Linked DNA regions of Zea mays: region 1 is linked to region 2. The links are chromatin contacts, called in public Hi-C maps. All regions are on one chromosome and are shown on one strand. The core of a region is the stretch at or near the end of the contact, and the rest is flanking DNA. Distances in the headings are between cores, read along the strand shown. Region 1 overlaps LOC100277216 (protein LAZ1 homolog 2). Region 2 has its middle 28 kb from the start of LOC107436005.

Region 1 (4,946 bases), core at 780-3,279, 130 kb after region 2:
AAAAAAGGTTGCAGAACAATAAGCCATATGCGGTACTTCTGCCACAAGCCCACAACTGTTCTTGCTTGTCTCTAACTACACTTTTGTCCCGTTTCGAGTGACTCACCACGTGCGTCGTCAGCCCTGGTTTGACAAGTCAGCGCTCGTAGCCTCTGCCTCAAGTAGGACGAAACCTGCTGGCATTATCCAAAAAAAAGGGGGAAGAAAATTAAAGTAGCTAGGGCAACAAAACCAATGCAAAGTCACACAAACTAGTCGAGCCTCATAAATTCCGGTCTTGGGTAGAGGCGAATCCGCAATACAGATACAGCAGACGTGGCCGATCGATCGTCGCGAGTTGACGCGAGCCGTCACAGCCTGCTGGGTGCTGTCGTGCCGCTCGATGGCGATAGGATATCGGAGCCGTTCGAGCCGCGAGGTCGGCACGCACTGATTGGCCTGTGGCCTGTGTGACTGGGGTCGTTGGTTAATGGACAGCAACCGCCGGCCGCCGCCGCATCACCTTCTTTCTCTCAGCTTCAGCCTTCATTCAGCTAGCTAGGCCGGCCCGGGCCCGGCCCGGCGGCGCACAGCGGAGGCGATCAGGCGGAGCAGAATCATTCGATCGCTATTCGCTAGGCATAGCCGCTGCCCGTTGGTACGTAGCAGGAGCGGCAGCAGCAGTGGACGCTTCCAAATTCCAACGCGTGCGCGCGCGGCGAAAGCAAAGCTACTACTACTACTCCTACGGACTAAGGTCGACTGGCCCCGTCCTGGCCGCGAAAGCCACCGACGGCGACGGCTACCCGGGGCCAAAATTGAAAAGGCATACAGGGCTACGCGTAGATGGATAGGTACGCGTCTTGGTACCGTAGTATGTGTATAGGACTATAGGAGGGAGCACGCGCAGGTACTCCCTTCGCTTCGTCAAAAGGAATATATAAAATTCTCATTTTATATTGAACCAAACATTCTAATCTTTAACTAAATTTGTATATATAAAAAATACACGCAGTCCACTCTAGTAGTTTCCGGACAGGGAGGGAGGGAGAGCCCCACCTGGCTGGCCCGCGGGCCTCGGGGTCGGCGCCTCGGACCGGACACCACCGCACCGCGGACGGGTCGTCGGATCAATCTATCTATCCAGCGGGTCTACGGGGACGCCGTTTTGCTCTTGGCACTGTTGGCAGGCAGCGTGGCCCGGGTGCTCCGATCCTCCTGCGCGTGCACGTGATCCGAGGCGGCTTTATCGGCCACCACTGACTGACTCGTGAGGACGGACCGCGCCATGAAAGCAAGCTGTGCATGCTCTCTCCACCGACGTACTCTCTAGCTGCTCATCTGCTGTCTCTCTACGTACGTACTGTACTCTCTTATATATCAGTAGTACGTAGTAGTATTTTTTTCCTGACCAGTGATCGATCACCGCCGGTCATAGCATAGCTGACGTTCCCCGGCCCTCTGATCTCTTGGGCTTTTGAGACTTTTTCATTCACGGACCGGTGAGGGTCCGGTCCCTGCGCCCGTGCCGGCCGGGGCGCGCGGGCAGCAGCGAACGAGGCAATGATGGCGAGCGAGCGAGCGGTGACTGCGCTGCGCCGCTGGTCGGCGTCGCACGCGACGCGCATGCAGGCTGGCGGACGTCGAGACAAGGCTTCCAGTCAGCTGCCGTCCGCAACGGGCCAATATACCCCGGCCCGCGTACGATCTGCTGCCGGCCTGCCGCCCTGCCGTGCCCAGCCTTTCTCGTCTCTCTTTCCTCCCTCTGGCTGACTGGGTAGGCTGTGCGCGGCGCGCGGCAGCAACGACGAGACCGCTGGTGGTGTCGCTTGCCACCCACCTCTCGCCTTTGCTTGCTGCCATGTAGCGTCACGAGAAGGAAGGGAGGCCGTGTCCGTGTGCCGTACTAGGAATCTACAGGAGTTGCACATGTGGCCCCACCACGTACGCGCCACCACCAATTAACCAGTAGCCCAGTAGCAGTAGCAGTGCAGTCAGTGTTGGTTCGTGCCCACCCTGCTACTGCAATGCATGCGGTCCACGGCCTCCCCCTCTCCTCTTTTCTCACTTTCAGGTACTGTACCGCGCGCTAGGCGGCAGGACGCTGGGCCGGGGCTATGACCTTGTAGCCTGCGCGAGCTCCTGCGTCCCTGCCCCCTGCTTTTGCGCCTCTGACACGACGGGGCGAATCGCATCGTCGCAGGCAATCGCCGTCGCACAGTCGTCTCGCAGTCGCAGCAGCAGTGATGAGGCTGCCCATGAACCCATACCACGATTTCTCATCGTACAGGCACACAGCAAGTAGAAAAACTCCCATCAGTCATGTACTCCTGCCACTTGTGATGAACTCTGGAAATCAGCCTCAGAGACCTCAAAACCACGTAGCTATACACTATACCGCCAATAAACAACGAGCGGTAGTTGCAGATTGCAAGATCATCCCCTAGCAGTGGTAGTGGTAGTTGCAGGCAACCTCATCGGAATCAATCAGTCCAGTGCGGCCACTGTAGAACAGGACTGTAGATTTATTCGCAAAAGGATCCCGCAGTCGGCCTCGGCCAGTCCCCAGCTGAGAATAGCGTACGTACAAGACGACCAGTCCCTGGCAACATAGCCTCCTCAGTCCTCATCGACAACGTTCAAAACGACAAAACTAGCAAAAAACCATTCAGCGTGCAAGCCCACAGTGTGATTTTACAGCAGCACGATACCTTGCTAAGGGACCTGTGTATGTCCATCCGTGAGGAAAATACTGGTGCTCCATTTCCGGCCGGCAGACCAGAGAGCAGAGAGAAGCAGCACGGGGTTCCCCCCCCCCCCCCCCCCCCCCCCCAATTCCTTCCGGAAACCTGGTTCATTCGTTCTTCTTCTCGAATTTGGCCCTGTCAGCGCCGCTGTAGGGCTTGTTCGGTTATTTTCAATCCATATGGATTTGAGGGGATTGATACGGATTGGAGGGGATTTTGACTTACCAGGGATTGAAACCCCCTCAATCCATATGGATTGGGGTAGAACCGAACAAGCCCGTAGAGGGGACGACGAAAAACACGACCATCTCGAGGATCACCAGCACGTTCTGGATGGCCTCCTGGATGTGCTCCACGTCCCGCCAGAAATGGTGGGATTTGATCACGCCTGCTCCAGCTAAGATACCGAGCGCGAAACCCTGGAACGAAAATGTGCAGTGCAGTGCAGTACGTGGGCGTGTTCTGTTTCTGTCAGGGCGAAAGAATGTAGAGCCAAGTAGGCAAGTAGTGGTATTTCAGTCAAAAAAGGCAAATAGCTCTTTCCATTTCCACAAGGGATGAGGTTCCTTCCAAATTCAAATGTTGCCTAATGTAAGTGCACTGGCAGACTAATACAAAGTGAATGTCCTCCAGCAGGATCAAACTACAAATTAAATTTGCCTCCAAAATGAATGAGATACCTCAAGTTGTCTAGCTTGTTTTGTTTTTTCTTTATAACTGTAGCTTTCATTTCCACTACACCTCTTTCTGCACCTCTTGCTATCTCTATCACCCATAAAGCAACACGTACTTGTAACACTGTTTTATAAAGAAATTATTATCTCAAATTTACATATGATGTGATTACATCAAGTAAAACTGTAAGTGGGGTTTATAAAACAGAAATTATGGCACGGAAGTGAACATGAGGTGGTCATACAGTCATACTCATACATAAAATCTAACTAAATCAAAATATTAAAGAGAAATGAAGCTTCATCTTAAGTCATGGCAAGCAGATACTATCTAATAAGTACACATTAATCCATCCAGAGAGTTGTCTATAAGCAATCAAGACAATCACCCGTGCAAACTTTATATAAAGCTTTCAGAAACACTTTAGATGATATACCTGCCAGAAACAGAAGAATACGATCCCTTTGATGCACAAAAACTTTGCAAGAGGCTTGTGAGGTGCCAACTCTTTAGCAAACAAGTGGTAGAAAAGAACCAAGGCATATAAGGCCATGTAGACTGAGAAGTTCAGTATAATACTAAACGTCCAGCTCACCTAGCTGGGGTACAGCCCAAGAACCTGAAGTGCAATAATCAGAATGGAACATACTGTCCTGACAATAACAAATTGCCAGGTCCAATACTTTAGAAGCTTCAATGTCTTGTGCTCCAAGACGTTGCGGGGCTGCCTGTCACGACCCTATCACTGGTGCATAGATCCAGCCAAGGCAACACAAGAAGGCAAGAAGGTTCAGAAGAGTACATGGAGGATTAGAGTAATACAGTTGTAATCCGTTGTAATCTAGCTGTAATACCCGATTAACGGGCAAAGCCGCTTAGGGGTTCTATAAATCTGAGAGATTGTAATGAGGAAGGCATGAAATGAAATAACAGAAATCAAACTACCACCACATACGTGTGTGTGTCCGGATTCTGGCTAGAACCGGCCAAGGGGGAAACCTCACGTCGGATGAACCCTAGAGAAAGGGGAAACCATACCTGGAAGCAATTCTGGGATGGCAAAACCCTAGATCCAGGGTTCCTCACAATTGGTATCAAAGCTACCGTGTCCTCGGAGAATAGGTTGGCGGGAAGACAGCGTGACAAAAGTTTGAAGGGAGGTGCTCAGAATCTTCATCACGACACCTTCAGTCAAGCCATCAGCACAGTCCCGGTTGGTGGTCAAGGCTTTCACCATGGAAGCCAAGCAGAGTGAAGCGTGTTGGGAGAAGATGATGCTGGCCATCGAGAAGTTGATGGGGAAGGTGGATGCCATGGAAGAGAGGACGCTGCTTCGCAAACAAGTGGAGGAGACCGGTAAGGCTGTTTCTCTTCTTCGGTTGGAAGCCATGGCTAGAGATATGGATCGCTCTATGGATAATTATGAAGATGTAGAAGGAGGTGGTAACAAAAGAATTCCCCAGAATAGAGGATGTAGGACTCAGGGAGGAAGAGGGGAGAGTTCTAGGCGACAAGAGAGAGATGGGGAACAATTGCAGCAACATA
Region 2 (4,883 bases), core at 1,231-3,730:
TTCTTGCTATGTTTGTTGGCGAGAATCTCGGGATAAGCTCAGAAATTAGTTTGTAAAGGGTCCAACCCCCCTCCTCTATAAATAGAGAGGTATACGGCCGATTTGTAATCATCAATCGAATTAATAAAACTTCTATCTCGCATTTATTTCCTGTACAATTAGGAGTGGTTCTAGTCTAGTTCTAGTTTAGCCTCTCAATCCCCAAATTCTCCGCCTCTCTTCGACTCTACGTCGATTAGAGGAGTCTAGGTCGGTCTACCCGAGCCTAGACAACTCCTAGGATCTCTCCTCCCCGACGGGGTCCCTCTCAGGAGCGAGATCCAGGCGCCGCCGACGATCTTTTGCCGCCCCTGCGCACGCGCGGACCGTCCGGTCGTCAGGCAAGAAACCCTAGCCCCTGTGCCAGATCGCGGACCGTTCGGCCCTATGCCGCGGACCGTCCGCGCCTGACCAGAGAGCACCACCACAATTCTTGTTGTGTGTTTGGCGCTCTAAAAAGGCGTCAACATGTGTGTTTGGTTTGAGGAATAAAGTGATTCATCTTCTTCTCACTCCTCACTTTTTTATTTGGTTTGTGGAATAGAATCGTTGATCCATCATCATCGCATTCCTCATAAGCTAATAATTAGTATATACATAGGAGTTGGTTGATTCCACCAAAAAATGGAATGAACTTATGATGCATCACTTTATGAAGCATAGGGTAACTCCACCAACCAAACACACCATAAAATAAAGCCACCAACCTTTAGAAGACTACCAAGCCACTAAAATTGCGAAGTTTCACCTTGGCTCCTAGCTAGCGCATGCATTGCTTAGTGAGTAGTTAGTGTTTAATAAGAACTAGAAACAATGATTGCAACTTGTGGCCATCTTGTTGTTGGTTAAGGAGGAGCACACTTGTATTACTTGTTCATTGGCATGCACTAGAGGTGGCAATTTACCCACTGATACAATGACATCGATCTCTGTGTCAGATTTTGGGCCCTCTTTTGTGTATGGTTGATACAAGGATAATTTGGAAATGGCCTAATTCACCCATCTCCCTCTAGGTCGTCACTTGGTCAGAGGCACTATATGATAACATTGCTTTGCTTCACGCATGTACGAACTTAACTTAATGGAGTTTGTCAATCTGGTGTTGGATTAACATGAGCTTGATCTAAATTAATATTCAATAATAGTCAATGCTAATGTTCCACTTTAATGCTATGGTGCACTATTAATTTAGTATCATATTGAAAGTTCAGGGAATAAATCAATCAACTTAAATCGGTGGACCATTGCCCATTGATGCATCTATTGAGAAGTTAAGAAAAGGATGAAGAACTGTCACACGCGTGCGTGCGCTGCCGCCACCGTCGGCCAGGCCGTGGAAGTGGTTCGTTTTGGTCTAAATATTCCTTTCAAACGATTGCACATTTTACCTGATGATCCGTCTGTTTCTTGTCTTATGGCTAGTAGCCTAGCAACGGACGTCGGTTTCTGGCTCTAATGGCATGTCGGTTTCTGACTCTAATGGCTTTTACATTGCAGGAGAGACGCAGAGAGAGAGAGAGAGATAGTTGGACGTCCTGCGGAATGCTGTCACCAGAATAGGCACAGGGGAGGTAGCAAGATGTTGAGTTGAGAGCAACCTAGGATCCAACAGCAGGGTCGCGCCATGCAATCCATGATCCAAGAAAAAGCTACAGGCTTTCCCAGGGGATCCGATGCACTTGAGTTGTTTTTAAGATCGAATTAAGCTCATTTAATTAGTACTCGCACGAACTGAAACTAGACGGTGCCTTTTAAGTCTCGTCGTCCGAGCTGTCGCCAGACACCGCGGCGGCCGCGAGCGCGGCCATGGACGGACGCCGCCGCCGAGCTCGAGGGCCGAGGGGCCCATGGCGGTGCTACCTTCCTAAGCTCTCAACAACATGAGTCGTGACTCATGAGTGGGAGATTGGAGAAGTAGTGGGCTAGCTAGAAAAATGTTGAAAGGGATATAAATAAAGACGGCCAGGTGCCATATGTCTGGAGCTGAGGCAGGACGACCACAGCTGGGAGATGTAGAGCTCCTAAACTAGAAGCATAGAAACAGCTCTCGATCAAAAAAAAAAAAAAAAAACATGAGAAAATTTTCTTTCTCTGTCATTGCTCACAACCTCCAAACGAGATTCTCTCAAATCTCTCTAGTGTGCTTATACAAGTTAGAATGTTACCTAAACATCGGTACTGTCTGCTTGTTTGTTAGCGTAGTGTGTACGAGTACGTCCCGTGCGAGCGAGCGCGGCCGGCGTGGACCGCGGAGACCGGGCGGTCGATCGAGGCGGGGGCGGTGCATGCATGCAATGAAGCAGCTGGAAGAGTACGTAGTACTGGCGTACTGCGCCTGCGCGATCATATTCATGCTCACAGTCACAGAGGTGGGGCTGGGCTGGGCCGCATTCATCGCCCAGCGGTGTGGTACAGGCCGGGAACGACGTGTCCTACGCCGGTGACCGGCGCGATGCCGATCGGCGTACCGCGAGGGGCGCCACCGAAGCTGACGCCCCCGGGCCCCTCCATGTTGCTGCCCGGCGACTGGGCGTTCGCGGCCGTACGTACCGTACGCGTTGGGGGGTGGCCCCTGCTGATCGACGCGTACGTGCTCGTGCAGCGAGGAGCTAGGCGACGACGAGAGGCGCTGCTGGGACGCAGAGGGACCCGCCGGCGGCCGGCCGGACGACCACCGCACCTGACCGTGCGCCGGGTACGGCCGGTTTCCGATCCGCGCCTGGCTATTATTTTGACTGCGGTAATTCCCGGCCGCGGAAATTAACAGCGCTGATGCTGCATCCGCGACCACTACCAGCAGGGCTTGGTCATCGTCTGCAATATAGTAGTAGTACACATAGAGTACAAGATACAAAATGAGGTTTGGTATTATTGTGATAGTTCAACATTATTGTTTCTCTCATCTACAACTCCCTAAGCTAGAGTACCAGACCTAGGATCTACTTTTAGGCCTCATTAAAAATGGAGGATTAGTAAAACATATGGATAGGAAAGATATAAGAATAAAGTTGTATGGTACCTTCAATTCCGTAGGAAAAATTTCAAGAGGGTTGGACCTCATGTTAAAAATCCTCACTAGATCTCATATTAAAAATCCTCACTACAATTCTCCATTCTATATGGATTTTATAGAGTCTGTAGCAACTCATTTCTTTGTTCCAAAGGACCACATAGGACGATAGGAAAGCTTTCTATAGGATTTTAATCCTTCAAAATTCTTTCACTTTTCCTTTTGTTTCAAAGAAGGCCGGTAGATGCTGAGGTCAGGCAGGCCTATGTCTTATTATGGACGTCACCGTCATCGACTACTCTAGCTACGCTCGTGAAGCCAGGACGAGAACATTTGGCCCAATGACAAGTAGGGGTAGGGTCCATAAGAAGTATGTACAGATAAGCTTGCTGCTCCTTTGAATTATAAAAAGGATAGTAGAGCAGCATTCAATTCAGGTGTATTCACTGGAAGGAATTAGTATAGGCTCCACCAAACTCAGGCTAAGGGAGTTCAATTTGATCCTACTATGGTAGATATAGTTAGTGTGAGCGAGGCTAGATCCTCACCACACTTGATTCCTATAGCAGGATTAATAGTTTATGGCGCTAGAGTTTGTAACCTTGTAGATCTATTGTATATTGCAATCCATGATCAGCAAGAGAACATAAGGTATTATGCACACTGCGGCTCGAACCTCTATAAAAAACTTATCACTACCGGAATCAATGGCTTTGCCGAGTGCCTAAAGCACTCGGCGAATCCTTAAAAACACTCGGCCAGGGCGTTGCCGAGTGTTACACTCGGCAAAGAAGGCTCGGCGAACAGTGCATCGGCAAAGCCTTCTTTGCCGAGTGCTTTTTCTCGGGCACTCGGTAAAACTCTTTGCCGAGTGCCAGACAGCACTCGGCAAAGAAAAGAGGCCGTTACGGCGCCGGGTGACGGAGACGGCGGCTTTGCCGAGTGTCTCTTGTGACACTCGGCAAAGAAGTTTGCTTTGCCGAGTGTCTTCTAGGCAGCACTCGGCAAAAAATCCATCTTTGCCGAGTGCCACGTAGGACACTCGGCAAAGAACCCGCCAGGGAGGGTCCCCATGTCAGGTTCTTTGCCGAGTGTTCTGTGCGGCACTCGGCAAAGCCGACCTCTTTGCCGAGTGCCAGTGACATAACACTCGGCAAAGAACCTAAGCCGGTGCCCAGGTCTGTGCTCTTTGCCGAGTGTTACACTCGGCAAAGTGACCAGTATATACCTTTTTAATTTGTTTTTTGTATTCCATCCACACAAACAGAAGATATCACATATATACATCACAGATATCATCACAGACATAAATAGCCAACACAAACATAAAACCGTCACCACAAACATAAATATCCATCACAAACATAAGTGTTCAACACAAGTATTAAACACAAACATAAGTCTCAAACGTCGCAAGCTCTTACATAAGTATCAAACACAGACATAAGTATTATACATAAGTTCTGAAGTCTAAAACAATGAAAACACAACACTCATGGAGGTGGGCGGTTTGACTGGGGCTGCGTTGGGTTGAACCCTTCCGGAGGGTTGTTGGATGCCGTCCCAGATTGGCCCTGCACAGAGAAGAGATTGCATGTGTTATACCAGATGCATTACAAACATCTAATTACTATTTTGATACTCACAGGAGTGTGGAAGAGAGTAGGGTCAACTGGGGGGAACAATGGAGGTGGCGGAGCGATGCCCTATGCGGCGCCAAGGCTCTGCATGTACTGGAACATCTCCACTATCCTCTGATCAGCCGCCGCCCGCTCCGCCATTATCCTCGCCTCCATCTCTTGACGTTCCCTCCTCTCTTCTTCTAGTTGGGTCT

The links. A called contact is a pair of places that touch in the nucleus more often than the background predicts.
Region 1: a Hi-C map of tassel shows a contact between it and region 2, with 2.9 times the contacts expected there. The contact joins two enhancer-like sites. A contact is called at or near these places in 3 of 25 Hi-C or Micro-C datasets (leaf and tassel).

The regions. Positions count from the first base shown.
Region 1 is chr2:208,775,407-208,780,352 of Zm-B73-REFERENCE-NAM-5.0, forward strand. It overlaps LOC100277216 (protein LAZ1 homolog 2), which reads right to left. Exons shown (of 5, transcript XM_008672211.4): 4 at 2,952-3,188; 5 at 2,282-2,873. The coding sequence ends at 2,865. Among protein-coding and RNA genes, the nearest start is that of LOC100277216, 7.4 kb to the right of the region's middle. Within about 2 kb of position 2,030, at least 20 of the 20 cell types and tissues checked have an H3K27ac peak or open chromatin away from gene starts, as enhancers often do. A contact at or near this core is called in tassel, where this site is marked.
Region 2 is chr2:208,644,196-208,649,078 of Zm-B73-REFERENCE-NAM-5.0, forward strand. No RefSeq gene overlaps it. Among protein-coding and RNA genes, the nearest start is that of LOC107436005, 28 kb to the left of the region's middle. Within about 2 kb of position 2,481, at least 15 of the 20 cell types and tissues checked have an H3K27ac peak or open chromatin away from gene starts, as enhancers often do. A contact at or near this core is called in tassel, where this site is marked.